Regions from separate parts of the Capsicum annuum genome. Here region 1 is linked to region 2. The links are chromatin contacts, called in public Hi-C maps. All regions are on one chromosome and are shown on one strand. Each heading gives the region's core, a stretch centred on a gene start, on an enhancer-like site or on the middle of the called end of the contact. The rest is flanking DNA. Distances are from core to core; before and after follow the strand shown. Region 1 has its middle 14 kb from the start of LOC107841044. Region 2 overlaps LOC107841044 (protein argonaute PNH1).

Region 1 (2,700 bases), core at 171-2,670, 34 kb after region 2:
TTGGAATGAATAGAATCCCAAATCTTTAATTAAAAAGTATTGAGTTTGAGTTTCAAGAATAGAGAATTTCTTGATATGAAGCATTACATCTATCTTAATAGATGTACTTGACGTGAAATTTCAACTAGTCGAGTCAACGAATTTTTGATATCGAATATAATATTACCCTCTTTTACAATAATTAGTTCTTAATCATAGTAGTAATTGATGGTGAAAGGACATGAGCTCCCATGATGAAAAATGATTTTTTTTTACCCTTTCAATGAGTTGGATCTCATGATATGTAGTCATTAATGCATTATTTTGAACTTAAAATTACAACGAAGCAGATGTGCTGGAATGAATAGAATCTCATTATCTCTAGTTAAAAGTGTTGAGTTTGAGTTTCAAGAATTGAGAATTTCTTGACATGAAGCATTATATCTATCTTAATAGATGTACTTGACTTGAAATTTCAACTATTCGAGTCAACAGATTCTGATCTCGAATAGAACCTTAACGTATTATATGTAACATTACACTTTTTGACATTAGTTAGTTCTTAATCATAGTAGTAATTGATAGAGAAAGGACAGTTTCCATGATGAAAAAGGATTTGTTTTTTTCCTCCTTTTTATCTTGTTTAATGAGTTGGATCTCATGTATAGTCACTAATGTATTATTTTTAAATCTTAAAAGTACCACTAAAACGGATGTGATGGAATGAGTGAAATTCCGTGATCCTTGATTAAAAGAATCGGATTTAAATTTCGAAAATAGACTTCTTGATTTGAAGCATTATATCTATTTTAATAGACCAACTTGACGTGAATTTTAATTAGTCGAGTCAACAGATTTCTGATATCGAATAGAACCTTAAAGTACATGTAAGATTACCCTTTTGACATTAGTTCTTAATCATTGTAGTAATTGATAGAGAAAGGACAGTTTACATGATGATGATCCTCTTTCCTCCTTTTAAAAATCTTGTTCAATGAGTTGGATATCTCATGAATAGTAACTAATAATGCATTATTTTGAAACTTAAGTACAACAAAAAGAAATTGATGAGAAGGAATGAGTGAAATGTCGTTATCCTTAATTAAGGATTGGCTTTGGGTTTCAAGAATGGAGAATTTTTGTATAGAGTACGCCCATACTTTAGTTCTTTATTAGGAGCCTACAGGGAAGTTTCATTCGCGAAAGTTCAATTAGCTCAGGTTATTGAGGGAGGTGGTAAGTAACGAATCCTTGTTATTTTCAATTGCCTTAAGAGAAACAATGTAATAAAATATCGCCTCCTCCGCACTTCTTTTTCTTTTTTCTATTTTTCATTTTAGAATAGAGAAAGAGTAGAAACTAGGAGTACACTCCCTAGAAGATTTGCACCGGACTCGCCAACTATCTTGAAACTTCATCGTTTGCGGGGGCAGGAGTTGGAAAGAGCACTTCGCAAGAGAATCGTAGGACGTGGTGAAAGGTTTGCCATTGGATTTTCTGATCCTTCAGGTCTTCACCTACTTGTGGGATGGGGGTTTCTTGATATTAAGGTATCAAGCTGGTTGAAGAAGGCCACAAGTGAAAGTAACTTATGCTTTGATCATTAAATTGATTCTTTGTTGTCAGTCTATGCTTGTTGCCATGCTGGCAAAATAAGAGTTTCGGTCGATTTTACCTACTATTGGATTTGAACTAATGACTCTCGCCGCTGAGTCAAGTAGGTCAAGTTGAATCAAGTCACCTTATAAGAGAAAATCGTGTAACTAAAGTAGCCCTTACTATAAAAGGGGACAGAGCAGTAAAAAGAGAAAGCATTATCACTATATGAAATGAAGCAGCGGCTTGTATGCTAAGTTAAGATCAATCAATGTTCGAATGTAAAGTCTTTCTTTCTCGATCGTCTGTCTTAATAAGTGTATTCCGTTTCATGCAGTCCTTCTTTGTTGCATTTCTTTTCACTCCCCACTCTCAATCATAAAAAAATCTCAGGAGTAGTAAAAGGAAGTACGACGAGTCCAAGTAAAAATAAATTGACTAAGAAATAAGGTATACAATAAAGGATCAATTTATTTAACAAGATTTTTTTGGATCAGACCAGGATGATAAATGAGTTGTTTTGACCTCTTGCTTGGATGTAAGACTTCCACTGCTAAAAAGTGTCCCACGCCACCTTTCGTGAACAACTATGTCTGAAAATGAATTTTGATGTAGCACCGAATAAGCCACAACTCTATTCCCGACTCTAAGTCCATAAAAAACTTTAAAGGAGATAGAATAGGGGCCCTATTAGAGCACTGAAAAAGCTAAAAGCCTATTGTCTGTTTGTGACACAAACCTCAATACTATGTAACTGAAAAAATTATTCCAGAAAAAATGGACAAAAGTTAGGAGAGGTGCTTCAGTGATGCATCGACATGACTCAAGAAAATAATCTTCTACGACCACTTACAAAATCTGAATAGAAAAAAAATGATCTTTTTCAATTCTCTTGTATGTTATTTTCAGAGCACTTATATATAAAAATGATATCAAATTTAAAACAAATTTTTAAAGAATAAAGAGTCAACCAACTAATCGAGCTAACTATGTAAAGATTTTTAAAAGTTCAATTACAGGTTGGCTTGGTCATTTTGATTTAGTTTGGCACTTCCTAAACATTTTTTTTAAGAGAAATTTTTGATTTTTCCAAGTCTAGTTTCTTGGGAAAAAAGTATTCATTGT
Region 2 (2,746 bases), core at 182-2,681:
CCTTACGTATTATAAAAATTCTATGTTGTACACTTCCTATAAGATAATATCAATAAATAAGTATATTTTATTTAGACAAAATTAAAATTGTAAATAATTTTTTTTGTTTATTTCTTATGAATTTTAAAAGAAAGACAAATATTTTAGATGAAATTTATCCATGTTGTTTGTCAAAAAAGAGTCTGTTCTTTTTTAGAATATTTTATCGTTCAAAACTCTCAATTATAAATGCACACAAATTACTTATAAGATGACTAGAATTTTATGTATTTGAGAAAATATTTTTATTTTTCAACACTCCAAATATCATGTTATTATTCCTATATTCTAAAAGTATTTAAACCTCAAATACGATAGAAATCCTATATATATAAATAAAACATTATCTTGCTAAGTAAAACAGAAGATATAACTTTGAAACGAGAAAATATAAATCAACTAAAATAAAAATAAGAAACTTTTATATAAACTTTTTATAAATAATTGAAAATACAAATAATTTATAAGTTCAAAGTGCATCAAAGTTATTACCCATTAGATTAAGTTTTATTTATGGTCAATGTAATTTTTTTTATATCATTAGACTATATTTACCTATTATAACAGGTAATTTGTGTTATTTTTAAGATGAGGATTTTTAAAATTTTACTTAAATCCAACTCATGATCTCCCACTCATAAAGCTAGAAAGAAAGAGAGAGAGATATTCTATCTCCACCACAAGGATGGAGAATAAGCTTTATTACACTCATCATATATATATTGACATGTAAAGTGAATTCTGGATGTGGCAACACAAAAAGTTAGTAAAATTCAGCCAAGCTTATGGCTTTGCACATTCCTCATGTAACATTACACACTTTTTAACGTGTCAAAATGAATCCACACTTGCCTCTTTCCTTTATATAAGCATTTAGTTTCCTCACCAATTCAAACCACAAAAAAACCATATTTTATTTTCTATATCAAAGAGATCATACAACATTCAATATCATCTCATATTTCAATATTTCTATTTTCTAAGTAGAGATATATAGAATGTCTATCATTTTCAAGATTATTGGGTACGAGAAGAGAGAGTCTTGTTTAGACAGAGATGATGATGGAGATCATGACTATTGTCCTGCAGCATCCTTGGAAGGAGATGACGATGATCGAGACCATGATTATGCTCCTGCAGCATCCTTGGAAGGAGATGGTGATGATGGAGACTATGATTATGCTCCAGCTGCATGAATTAATATTCATTGGATGCTCGTTGCAATTAATTTAGATTAGATGCCATGTTGATTGTAGCTTGAAATTAGAATGTTAATTTCTTGACTCTGATTATTATATTGTGGGAGAATACATAATGAAGACCCCCTAAATTAGTTAGACACTTAAAATTTGCGGGGGTCTAGTACTCGTGAACAACTTTTAAGAGGCGTGAAACAATATAATATACCACTAAAGGATGTGGTGCAACGGATGAGACTGCTTATTTCTTAATGAGAGGTCTCTGTTTCGAGCTCTGTGGATGAAAAAAATCTTTTGGTAAGGAGCGGTTTCTACAAATGAGTCATACGTGGTGCGAATCTGGACTAGTCGGGCTCTAATGAGGGTACCGGATGCCGAAGGGAAACCAATAAAAGGAACAATATAAAATGGCAAAGCTATTCATCTGATTCCTAAACATTAAACTAGACATTGTACATGTATTACACAAAGCAGAGACATCTATTACAAAATTTCTTATTGAAATTTGTTCCCTACTAGTTACAATATGAACATAGCATTTCATAATTAGAACCCTATCCTAATTTTCATACATGTACTGACTACTACTACTACTACTATGTAACATTCAACATTCAACCTTCTAGCAATAGAACATCACATTCTTAACCTTCTCTTTCAACGCTGGTAGTGGCCGGACATTGACAGAACCATTCGTTGCACGCGTGCTACGCATTGAACCATTTCCATGTGAGTCAGGTTCCACGTAGAAACGCGCTCTATAGGCCGCCAAATGTGCATAATATGCGGGAGGAACTGCATCCACAACAAAAAACGATTGCTAGAATGTTTAGAGAACGATATGTTTACTATCTGCTTCAGCACTAGTATCCAAATACGTAATTTTTATTGCTTATAGAATGAGTTCCAGCACTAGAAGTGGTTCAGACACTTATGTTTATCAACTAACTCAAACGAGCTCATAATGTCACGACAAAGTAAGTTGATGGCTAGCATAAAAAAAGTCTAATGCAGTCTACTCAAATGATCTAAACAAAGCAAAATGGATGAAGAGGATTTATATAGCAGACCCTAAATAATTTGAAGTAAACGCGTATGTTGAATGACTGAGATAGACGAAGAATGAATGCAAGTACATGTAAAACAAGCCTTGTAATTGTCTTAGGAGAGGGCTATAGAAATTTTACCTACTGAAACAGATCGAGTGCATCGAGCATATCTGCAATTTATCCAACAGTCACTAAGGTTGAATTTTCCGAAAAACTGAAATAGAAAGCAACATTTGGAATCAACATTGCTTACGTGTAACAAAGGTTGTTTGTCAAAGACTGCATTTCATCCGCGGAAAAATTATTTTCATCCCAGAGAACATGATAGTGTGCAGGACGACTAGTTCCCTGCAAATCCAAAATAAAGACTCGTATTTATAATGTGATATCTTATATTCGACTTGATAAGACATACAAACACATCAAATGCTTAGTACTTCACCTGAATTCCAGCATGAC

What was found. A called contact is a pair of places that touch in the nucleus more often than the background predicts.
Region 1: a Hi-C map of leaf shows a contact between it and region 2, with 2.6 times the contacts expected there. The contact joins two enhancer-like sites. A contact is called at or near these places in 3 of 5 Hi-C or Micro-C datasets (bud, leaf and placenta).

Annotation. Positions count from the first base shown.
Region 1 is chr9:211,507,126-211,509,825 of UCD10Xv1.1, forward strand. No RefSeq gene overlaps it. Among protein-coding and RNA genes, the nearest start is that of LOC107841044, 14 kb to the left of the region's middle. Within about 2 kb of position 1,421, at least 2 of the 5 cell types and tissues checked have an H3K27ac peak or open chromatin away from gene starts, as enhancers often do. A contact at or near this core is called in leaf, where this site is marked.
Region 2 is chr9:211,473,335-211,476,080 of UCD10Xv1.1, forward strand. It overlaps LOC107841044 (protein argonaute PNH1), which reads right to left. Exons shown (of 24, transcript XM_047396515.1): 21 at 2,730-2,746; 22 at 2,541-2,635; 23 at 2,426-2,457; 24 at 1,636-2,033. The coding sequence ends at 1,861. Among protein-coding and RNA genes, the nearest start is that of LOC107841044, 20 kb to the right of the region's middle. Within about 2 kb of position 1,432, at least 1 of the 5 cell types and tissues checked has an H3K27ac peak or open chromatin away from gene starts, as enhancers often do. A contact at or near this core is called in leaf, where this site is marked.